3 separate regions of the Sus scrofa genome follow, and regions 1 and 2 are each linked to region 3. Evidence: chromatin contacts called from public targeted proximity ligation data. All regions are on one chromosome and are shown on one strand. The core of a region is the stretch at or near the end of the contact, and the rest is flanking DNA. Distances in the headings are between cores, read along the strand shown.

The links.
Region 1: a targeted proximity ligation map of skeletal muscle shows a contact between it and region 3, with 7 times the contacts expected there. A contact is called at or near these places in 7 of 47 Hi-C or Micro-C datasets (brain, embryonic fibroblasts, epiblast stem cells and 3 more) and 2 of 2 datasets of targeted methods (alveolar macrophages and skeletal muscle).
Region 2: a targeted proximity ligation map of skeletal muscle shows a contact between it and region 3. A contact is called at or near these places in 5 of 47 Hi-C or Micro-C datasets (embryonic fibroblasts, fibroblasts, heart right ventricle and 2 more) and 2 of 2 datasets of targeted methods (alveolar macrophages and skeletal muscle).

The regions. Positions count from the first base shown.
Region 1 is chr5:89,425,979-89,429,600 of Sscrofa11.1, forward strand. The region is part of intron 2 of CRADD (death domain-containing protein CRADD); the gene reads right to left. Among named protein-coding and RNA genes, the nearest start is that of CRADD, 53 kb to the right of the region's middle.
Region 2 is chr5:89,384,143-89,388,022 of Sscrofa11.1, forward strand. The region is part of intron 2 of CRADD (death domain-containing protein CRADD); the gene reads right to left. Among named protein-coding and RNA genes, the nearest start is that of CRADD, 94 kb to the right of the region's middle.
Region 3 is chr5:89,582,946-89,586,821 of Sscrofa11.1, forward strand. It overlaps SOCS2 (suppressor of cytokine signaling 2), which reads right to left and starts at 1,524. Exons shown (of 2, transcript NM_001097461.1): 1 at 1,287-1,524. The coding sequence starts at 1,425.

The DNA of each region.
Region 1 (3,622 bases), core at 438-2,937, 160 kb before region 3:
AATCCCCCTCCCCCAAGACCTACAGCCAAGAGTCCAGGCCTGCTGATGTCTTGACACAGGGCCTTGGGAGGACCTGAGCAGAGAACCCAGAAGAGCCACACTGTGCCCAAAGTTCTGACCCATAGAACGGGGAGATAATGAACGGATGTTGTTGTAAGCTACTAACTCCGTGGTAATTTGTTATAGCAGCCATAGAAACCTAATACAGAGGTAAAGCAAAAAAAGATCCAAAAAATGAGCATTTCCGAGTCAAACTGACTTTACTGATTTCAGCTAAAGCATAGAACCTTACATAGAAAACCAAAACTAAACAAAAAACTACCATAACAGAAAATTAGGATATAAATATGAAATCATCAGAGGGATTTTTTAAAATGAAAACTATGTTGCCAATATACCCTTTTATTGCTTCATCTCAAAGACCACTTAATATGGGAAATTCTGCCATTGCTCCTAAGCAGTTCAAAACATGATTTGCAAGGCATAAAGCAAGAACTGGAGCCCAAAATGTGGTTATCATTACTAAGAATCTAATCTCTTATCATGGTCTTCAAGTATGTATCACACTCACTAAAACATATGAAAAAATAATCATTTTAGGCTTTCATTATTCAGGGAGAATGAGAACCAAGGAGAGAACTGAATTTAATAAAAGGAGTAACATTTTAATAGAGTTCTCCAGCAATGTAATGGACTACCTCGAAAAGCAGTCAAAAATGTTATAAAAGAATTCTTACAATTCCATTTTCAAAATTGGCCTGAATGACCTCCACACTCTATTCCAACTCCAATTCTGTGATTCCATGAACGTAGTAACAGAGTTATGTTGGCTGCTGTAAGAATATCGGCATCATCAGAGCACTAGCTAAGCCACTATTGTTCTACGGTGAACCCATTAAATTTACCATGAGGTACACAGGGCAGGTCTCACAGCGACGGAAATTATTAGCATTCTAGGCTTCTACACAGGAATAACAATACGAATATACAAAAACGAAACTATTTTAAACGGCAGCCTTTTGGTTTGGATGGTGCAGAATTCCTCTCCCAAAGGGAAGCTGAGTTGCATCCCTCTGGTTCTGAAGTGGGAGAGAGAGTCCCGGCCCATCTGTCCCGAGATAAGGGCCCTGGAACACAACGCATTAACGTTCTGGCGTCGCACACGCACCTGACTCCACTATTACCGTTTGCTCCTTCAGAACAAAATCTGCGGCACCCGCTCATCTCACAAGGGCAGGACATTTCCCGGCACCCTGTGATTGCTAATTTACCGAAGATGGGCAGCAGCCTATTGCAAGGAATGCCAATGTTCCCGGTATGCTCTTTTCCGAACACAAACGCCAGTGTTTATGCAAGATTCACATGTCACTCAGGTTCATGTTTGGTTTGGTTTGGTCTGTTGCCTTGAGATGGGGTGCGTGTCCCTGGTTTTGGTGGAGTGAGGAAGAGCGGTCGCTTCATATTTACCTTTCACTGGGGCCAAATTGGACACATGGAAATAAACACGGCTTTCAAGGGTCCCTCCGTCACTACGGGTGCCGCCTTTGCGTCAGATGGAGGAAACCGAGGAAAACTGCCCAGTCACCCCCGGATCGCCCTCGGGGCGCCGTCGGGGTGGCGGGGTGACCAGGCTGCACAGGACCGCCGAGCGCCCCAGCCAAGCTCGCAGCTTATCTGCTGTTCGCGCAGCGCCACCGCCCTCACCAGTTCCTAGAGGAGGGATTCTGAGAAAAAAGAAAGAGCCTGGTTCCCTAGAAACATTAAATTAACACAAGAGATCTGGAAACGAAACAGCAGATGCCTGAAAGCCTTCCCCTTGACTGCTTCCTGCCTTCTTGGAAAATCTTTGCATTAAAATAGATTGGATTACTCTGCGCAGCCAGATGCTGCCCGAGAACTTCGTTTTAGGGGAACACGAAAGCCAAGTTTGCCATCTTTCAAAAAGATTTTTCTTTCCGAGGCGGTTTGAATAGTGTGTTTGGGTGGTGGACCTCGGCTAGGACCTGACGCTGAGGCTGTCTGCATGACAATAGAGACTTTCCATAACATTGACTCGCAAATCAGATAACAAAAAGCAGGGCGTGTGGAGTAGAAAGGTAGAGCTTTGCAAGGAGTGCTAAGAGTTCAGAAGTGGAGATTCAAGTCTCCGGAAACTGACTAGAAGGAGCACGGTCCGGCCCCCTTATTTCATAAGGGAGAAAATGATCTGTTTTATCTGTTAAGCCTGTTTGCTTTGATCCCAGCTATGAGAATACACAAAAAATAAAACTAACAGCATTTCCAAAGAGTCAAAACCAGAAGGAGAAAGACATGAGGAATATTGTATTCGCCTCGTCATTCTAAAACCCCATGCAAATTAATCTTATATAATTTATATTCGACCCTCTCTGCAAATTAATCTCATATAATTTATATTCGAGCCAGGATTAATAGCCACACACTTTGAGAAGAGTTGGTCTGAAGAACATAATGTATTACACTTACATGGCATCTTTACTTTCATATTTAAAGTCTTGGTGGCTGAGAAAAAGATCCAAGGCTTCCTGTGAGATATCAAGATTTTACAAAGGAAGTAAGGTTTTTACTGTAGTAGCACCTTCCTTGATATATATTTTTTTTCATAATGATTTTTATTTTTTCCATCAGAGCTGGTTTACAGCGTTCTGTCAATTTTCTACTGTACAGCAAGGGGACCCAGTTACACATACATGTGTACATTCTTTTTTCTCACATTATCACGCTCCATCGTAAGTGACTAGATGTAGTTTCCAGTGCTATACAGCAGGACTGCCTTGATACTTTAACTTTTTCTCCTGCTAACCTTTAAGGTGAGACTCCATACATCATTAACCACTATTCTACACGCATCGTGCTTTCTAGTAAACTAGACAGCAACCTGCAGTCCTAAAAGGATTCTATGCTTATCCCAAATTTGGGAACATAAGATGGGGAGGAAGTATATTACATGATATCCTGAACAAAAATAAAATTAAATATCTTTGCCTAAGCATGAAAGCAGCAAAATTCATTTTAAAGCAACTCAGTCACACAGAATCATTTCATCTGTAATAGGGCAAGTAAGTAGAACAACTCCAAGAGAAGAGCAGCCCTGAGTATTTCTGTTTCAACAACTCACTGGGGATACACAAAATCTATCATTCCTCCCTGATACATGAAAAACTAGAGGGCAAGTTCAGAGCAACTTCGGTGCTCTCGAGGCTAACGGTTGAGCTTACCGAAAAGCAAGTAAAATTCTTAAATGTTTATAAGAAAGCAAAGGAAAATGCTACAAAAATTATTTGGCTGGTAGGCCACGGAGAAAGCCGGAATCTTTTCAGGACTCACCAAACTAGGGAGCTGTTTTAAAACCGAAAGTCAAACAGCTTTGCACAGGTATTAAGTGTTTTATATGACAAAATTATCAAATGCACATACTTTTTTATCACAAATAGAATCACTTCTAACTACTATGAATAAATAACGAGGTGCACAATACTATTAGTCAATGCTGGCCTTAAAAAAAATGACCAGGGTATTTCAAAATGATTATGAATGATGAAATATGACTTCTATATTTTCTAGGCAGGTAATGATGTCAAGAATATGGTTTTCACAGAAATAT
Region 2 (3,880 bases), core at 684-3,183, 200 kb before region 3:
AAAGGATGAAAGTTTATATCCCAGCCTTGGTAAGTGGTAGATACACCTTACTCCTGTATTTGCTTTATTTTGTTTTTTTTTTAATTTATTTTTTAAATTGATATATAATCAAGGTACACTCTTTTACATTCTTAGTCTGCCTGTGAATTCATTGCTACTTCCAGAATCCTAACACAAGAACACAAAGGGGAATTCTAATACAGGCCAGAGCTGATTACCTTGAAAATAACATTTAAGAGAAATGAATCAAAAAGCAAAACATGCTAAAACCAAACAAAAGCCCTGAGTGGCTATGGGTAGTAGTTAGGGGTTGGTTGATAGCCAGAAATAAAGAGCAATTTTAACTGTTGTGCAGTTTAATCTGTTAAAAGTTTAGCCTACATTTATTGAATGAGCAGCAATTCCAATGGGGAAGGTCTGCATTTCAACCACCAGCTAAGCACACAACGTTTTCCCAAAGGCCCACATATTGACATCTTCAAACTAAAACCTCTAAGTCTGATAAGTGTAACTGAGCTCAGATACTCCCTAGGTAATGACAGGCCTTACACTAAGAATAGCAATAAATATAAAAATATCCACCAGTTGTTATTCAAGTGGTGCGCATGTGCCAGCATCGCTCCCTTCCTCTCCCTCACGCTCTGAATCACTGACTGAGTTTTCTCTCAAAGCTCAGGGTGCTTTAGCAAGTCAAATAAAAGTCAGAGGGAAAGTTATTTCTTAGAAAGGTTTAAAAATGGAGTTCCCGTCGTGGCGCAGTGGTTAACGAATCCGACTAGGAACCATGAGGTTGCGGGTTCGGTCCCCGCCCTTGCTCAGTGGGTTAAGGATCCGGCGTTGCCGTGAGCTGTGGTGTAGGTCGCAGACGCGGCTTGGATCCTGCGTTGCTGTGGCTCTGGCGTAGGCTGGTGGCTCCAGCTCCGATTCAACCCCTAGCCTGGGAACCTCCATATGCCGAGGGAGCGGCCCAAAGAAATAGCAAAAAAAAAGCCAAAAAAAAAGGATGAGATGCCTGTTTGCATCCTGACCAAGCACATGGAGACTAACAGTTTAACATCTACCATGTAAATTTCTATGACTTTCTTGGAGAATAAGGCATAGGCAGGGTAGTGAATCAAATACAGTGACAAAGAAAAAGACCTGTGCCTGATATAAAAAGATTTTGCCATTAGGTCAATACGATCCACACATGTGCGGTCCTAGGCCTTCCGGGTTGGTAAGCCGTCGTAGCCGCCTAAAAATGATTCACCTTCAAAACAGAAGCCTGGAGACCTACCTCCATTCATTTTGAAGCCAAAAACCTTGGACCTAAAAGAAACTAAGAAGGTTTCGGATTTTGAGCTCATCTGTGCCAGAGAACCCCGATAACGGAGAACGAGGACACACAGAGAGCAGGCTCGAAACGCTACACTCACAAGGAAACCTGGGCTTCCACAGAAAGGTGTGCTAATTTTCCTTTACGTTTCCATGTTCATTGCAAAATTAATCCCCTTTTCCTAGAGGGAAATTTTATCAATCAGCACAGCTCAGAGGCCACTTAAAATCATAACTTCCTTTTCAACATTCTTAGCATGATATCTTAGCACACACATTCCAAAAGCACAGTCCCTTCCACGGCGCAGAACAAGCTTAACTGCTGACTTGATCACCAACGACTTGCTCGTGCTCATTGTCCTTTGTGACCTTAGGTCTTCCTCCCTTTCTCCTTGACTCAGCAGCTGAGCTCAGCTTCCTCTCTGACCTTCCTTTTCCAAATGCTGGAGCACAGCAGGGATTGCTCCGTCAGCAAAGGAAACCATCACTGCCTTCCAGGAGGACAGTATTTCTGCGTATTCCAAGCCCGGAATGAGGACAAGGAGTCAGTACTTCAGTGTCCTCACCCCCATGCCCACCCTGCCTGGGGCTTGCAGAAACCGCCTCTGTCTCCATCTGCTAAGGGGTGAGGAACTACCAACCACCTCTGCAGCTGGCTCTCATCAGCCACGGAACACTCAGCTCAGCGTCACCCACAGGAAGGCTTTCCCCATCCAAATTCCCTGCCCCACTGCTGTAACAGCGTCTTCCTGTCTGCCCCACAGGCCCCCCGTAATGGCCACAGCCTCACCCTTCCCATCCCATTCCATGCATTCTGCCGCCACTCATTTCTTTCAGCAGCTTTCCTGATGCATAATTCTCACACCATGAAATTCACCCACTGACGCGTACGTGCCAGTCAATGGTTTTCAGCACACTCACGGACGGGTGTAACCATCACCACCATCTAGTTTTAGAACGTCTTCATCACCCTGTGCCTAGCAGCTGCCACTTGCCCCTCCCCCACCCACTCACCCTCCCAGACGTGAGCAAGCACGACTGTACTCTCTGTCTCTGTGGATGTGCTTAGTCTGGACACTTCACAAAACTGTGCGCACCGTTTGTGACAGGCTTCTTTCGTTTAGCCTGATGCTTTCAAGGCGGATCCACATTATAGCGTGTATTGGTACCTCATTCCTTGTACTGCTGAATAATATTCCCTTGCACACATATACCACATTTTGTTAATTCAGGCAGCAGTCAATGATCATTTGGGCTGTTTCCATTTGGGGCTGTTATGAATAGCGCTGCTATGTCCAAGGGTTTGTGTGAACACATGTTTTCATTTCTCTTGGCCACCACTTATTTTTAGCAGGCTCTCTCCTCCATGCCTCTTCTTCTCTGGCCCTAAGTCCAGGATGCTCTTTAAAAAGAAAAATACTCAGAAAAAGGAATTTGCATACACTGTGGATACAATGCAAATAAGCACAGCATTCCTGGAGGACAGTTCATCAATGTCTACCACACTTTTAACACCTGGTCTTCAACCTAGAAACTCCATTGCAGGTACCCTGCCAATAACACCTCTTCAAATCTGCAGATGGCTACGAGGATATTCTGTGCAGCAGAGTGTGTAATAAACAGCAAGGGATTAAGGAAAAAAACTTAAAGATTGTCCAATAAGAATCCTGAAGAAGCAACACAGGGACAACTATTCTGATTTAAAAAATAAGGGAGAACTATGTAGTAACAGGAAAAGCTATCCCACATAGTAAAGCAGGTTACAGAAAATGCATATATTTAATGAGTCCACTTAAATAAAAAATGATACACCTGTGTGGAAAGTAGACCTTTCTAGAAACCATAGGCAAAGAAAGGGAGGCCAGAAGCTGGCTCTGAAGTAATTGAGTGCAGTGGTCCCCCCTTATCTGCAGAGCAGGTGTTCCAAGACCCCCCAGTGGCCACCTGAAACCATGAATCGTACAGAATATGCATATACTATGTTTTTCCCAACACATACATACCCACACCTACGACGAAGTTTAATATATAAATCAGGCACAGTAAGAGATTAACAACAGTAACTAATACTAGAATGATTATAACGAGTTACTGTGTAATAAAACTTAGATGAACATGGTCTCTCTCCTTAACGTCCTAAACTCTGCTGGAAATGTGGCAGCGCCCTCGTCATGGACAGACACGGTTCTCTAGGAATCTTTATATTTTTCAGTCTAAACCGATTCCTGAATCTGTGTAACCATCCCCTACGTGCAATAAATGACTTGGTGTCACTCGTTTCAGGGGCCCCCTTGCTGAAGTCTTCAGATAGACTCACTGCTTTCTGGCCTAACGCACTGCCGTCAATTGAACGCATTTTCTGTTCATGACTTCCACTCACAAATTTAATGCCTTCTCCATCTTATCACTCGACACTGAGCACACACTGTGGCCATAACGTTTGCGGTTTGAGGTGCAACAGCAAAAGTAGCATAAATTTCTTTTTCCTTCTTCATAATTTCACAGGTAGAAGTTTCGTTCTTGCTGTAGCTCTTAGCAACTTCAGCATAGAAATTTTTTTTCTTTC
Region 3 (3,876 bases), core at 274-2,773:
AAAGCCATGCCCTTCCAGCTCCAGTAATTCTGACAGAATAAAAACCAACTTTTTGGATGTCCGTGGCCATCCTCACCCTCCCCAAACCTGTTAATGGCTGCGTCCATCTCCCTTTCCAAAGGTCTGGGAAGTGCTTCTATTTACTTGTTTTCAAAGGGCAGTTCAAGTATCATAGCTTCTGTTTGCTGCTTTGACCACAACTACCTTATCGGCCATTGAGAAATTGAGAGAAAGCACAATTGATAATTACTTCTTCAAGTTTCCAGTCTTGCATAAACTCTCCTGGACTTTGCCCTAATCCAAACCCAATCACAACCGTCGGTCTCCCCAACATTCTCGATTCGATCTGCCTGCTCAGCTCCCGGGGCCCATCAGGTTCTTAAAATGGACTTAGCGACAGCCTGCACTTTAAAAGTCTGACCAACACGCGTCCCCTCCACCCCCCACCCCCGCCGCCCAAAAAAAAAAAAAAAAAAAAAAGGCTCGGAAACCTGCAATTTGCTGGTTCCTCCCGCGAAGGGAAAGCCCGTGGCCTGCGCGGAAAGACCGGAACCTCAAGTGAAGGAAACTTTCCCTCTCCTCCCGAGAGCAAAACTGCAACTGTGCCCCAAACGTAAGCTTTGAGGATCCAGATTTTAAAGTGAGCTAGCTTGCCAGATTTTTTTTTTTTCCAATCTTTTCTTCTTTCAGATGCCGAGAGACAACAGGGAGCCGCTCAAAGCCACTACACTTAAAACAAGCAAGCCCACTCTGGTCGAAGGCTTCGCAACCCTCCTCCTTTCCGGCTCTGCCGCAGCCGCCTGCGCGGCAATCTGTCGGTCCCTGAACTTGGCGGCCAAGATTCCAGGCTGCAGCGGCTGCCGGGCCCGGGAGCCGGATGCAGCTGAAGCTTCGGGCAGCGCAGCGCCCACTCGCCGCCCGCGCACCCGGTGCACAGGAAAGGCGCCGGGCACTTTCTCCGGCTAGGGTCCGAGCCCTAGTGCCGACCCCCCAAAGAGCCGCGGAAAAACAGCCGAGGTTCTAGCCCCTAAGAGGCGATTTCCAAAGAGCCCTTCTCGCGCTTTGCCCTCTCGAGTCCCTGGAGAAACACGCTTTTTTTTTCGCATTCCTAAGGACTCAGTGCCGTGTGGGCATCCTCCCCGTGAGCCCCTGCCCAGGGGCGGGGACGGCAATCTACTGCTTCTCCAGTCGGCCCCACTTCCCAGCCTCGCCAGCACAGCCCCATCCGCTGTGTCTTTGCGGAGGCACCCCCTTCCCGCACGCGTCGCGGCCGATCCGATCCCTACCTGTGTGACTAAGCTCCCGCAGGGCTTTCGCCAGTCGCGCCGCCTCTGGGGACGGCTCCTCCGCCGACCCCGAGGTCCCCCACTGGCTCTGCGTCCCTTCCGCGCCATTCCCGGAGGGCTCGAGGCACCGCAGGGTCATGAGAGAAGGGTCACCGTGGCAAAGACAGGTGGCCGCCTGAGCTGGGGTCGGAGAGGGGCAACGCGTCCTTAGAAGTCAGTGAGAACCCCAAAACGAATCCCTGAGGAGTCCCCGCAATGGTGGAGGGGATGGGGAGCTTCTGGTTCTTCTTCCCCGGGTCCCAGTGCACGGATGGTGAAGTCCCCAGCAGGCGCGGTCACCCACAGTTTGCCTGCAAAGAGAAAGTGGAGGGTTGGGTCAGTCGGAACCGGACCCCTGCGGCTGGGGCGTAGGTGGAGGGACGTGGAAAATCCCGGGGACTCCTCCGCGCCTGTGCTCCTGCACCATTTAACCCCAACCAGTTACTGTCCTGGCCCGTTCTAGAAAAAGGATAAAGAGAGAGCAAAGATTCGAGACGCAAGAGTTGGGGGGGTGGGGGGGAGGACAGGATGAGGGTGGGGACCGGGTGTTTTCCCGCCTAGGGCTGCTCGCTGAATTCGCAGACTAGCAGATTTATAAGAGCAAAGAATCACCTGCGGCTACGGTGGTAAATAGGCCAAGGCCCTAGTCAAGGACAAGTAGAAAACATTTAAAAGAACCGGAGAGGTTCCCAAATTGGCGCTCCCATCTCACACTCTGCACCGCGGGGAGCCCCAAGGGGAAGCGCCGAGCACAAATCTAGTTCCCCGCCCTACGACGCCGCGGGGCTCCTGGAGCAGAGCCGGCAGCCCGGGACACGGAGGTGCGGGAGCCGCCGCGACTCGGCGGCCGAGGCTGCCTCGCTCCCCTCCCCCAGCTTCCCGGCGCCCACTTAGGGTCGGGGTGGGGGGCGCCGTGGCTGCAGCTCCAAAGGCCATGCGGCTGCTGCTGCGTTGCCGCCGCGGGCGCTGTCGAGGAATCCGCCCGAGCGCGCAGCCCTCTCGGGGGCTCAGAGCCGCGACCTGAGCCGCGGCAGAGCAGGCGGCAGCCAGCGCTGAAGGACGTGCTAGACAACAAACGCCAAGCCCTTACCTCCGCCTCGGCAGCCGCCGCCGCCGCCTCCGCACCAGGCTGCCTCCCCAGCCGGCCTGGGGCGGGGGAGCCGGGAGGGGCCCGGGAGGAGGGGTATCTGCCCGAGTTTCCCCTGTAGACTTTTAATTTGGGAACGAGATGCCTAGGGATGTAACGAGCCATGCGCTCGGCGGCGGGGGCGGCCGGAGTTCTCGGCGCAGAGGGCAAACATAAGCCCTGGGGACCATCGCCTCGACCCTCCAGGGTCCAACACCCCCTCCAGGCTCGGACACCCCCGACCCGGGGCAGCTGCTGGGTTTCCCCCCGGCGCAACCCAGGAGATGGAAAGGAGGGAGGGAGGAAGGAGTCGGGGAGGGAGCGAGAGGGTGGGGAGGAGCAGGAGATCAGGTTATTAGGATTATTAATTTGGATGGCAGTTTACGGGAGGTTGGGGGGGGAACCTCTGGAGACTTCCAGACGCCAGGAAAGAACCGGAGAAAGCAGGCAGTAGCTCCCAGCCTCCGGGCAAAGCCGCAGCTAGGACTCTCCCCCTAGCTGCTCCCAACTGCGGAAGCCAAGGCTGCCGGGCGCTTGCAGCCGCGCCCCGATGCCCTCCCCAACCCTCCTAGGGGCGGAGCCTTCGTGCGCCCCAGACCGATACCTGCTGCCTGCCCCGGCCCAAGCTCCTTCGGCGCCCCAGCTGCCGGAGAGAGGGATCCTAGGCTGTGCGCCCGGGGCCCCGGCACGCACTGTCCGCGGCTCGCGCAGCGCCAGTGGCGGCGGGCAAGAAGGCTCATGCTTCCAGCGAAGCCCAAGGCCCGCGAGCCGCCGTGGCGGCGGCGAGACTAGACAAGAGTTAAACGTCTGTCCCCAGAGCAGTGTGTGCGCGCTACTTCCCAGACCGACGCGCCTCCCTCGCCTCCCCCCCTCCCTCCCGGGTCCGCGCTCCCCGCGCGCCCCGCCCGGCGGCTGCGGAGGCCGCTTTCCAGGAACTTTCCAGGAATCCACCTCACGTGATCACGGCCCCCGCTACTGCTTTAAAGAGGCTCTGGCGCTATTGCGCAGGCTTCATGGGAGCGGGGCTCCGAGCGCTCGGGTGCGGACCTGGGCAGGGTAGAAGCCTGGGAATACGCCCTCCTCTGACCCCACCCCCTCCAGAGGCTCGGAGAAGCGAAGCCCCTAGCCGCTGGCGTCCTGGTTCGGAGCCTCCCCCCAATCTGTGCAAGATGCGCGTCGGGGTCGAGAGGACTGCAGACATCCTTGCCCCTCGACCCGCGGCAGGAAGTTGTTTTTCTCATCCCCTCCGCGCCTTTTCGACGCGACCCTCCATGGTGCACATTTTGTGAAGGGGATGCAGGAGAGACTGGAGGTCCTCGGACATGACCCCTAAGATACATTACTGGGTGGGGTGCGAGAGCTCCCTCTCCAGCCCTCGGCGCCCATGCCCGGGAGCCGAAGGGAGCGGGCCATGATGGTCCTCTG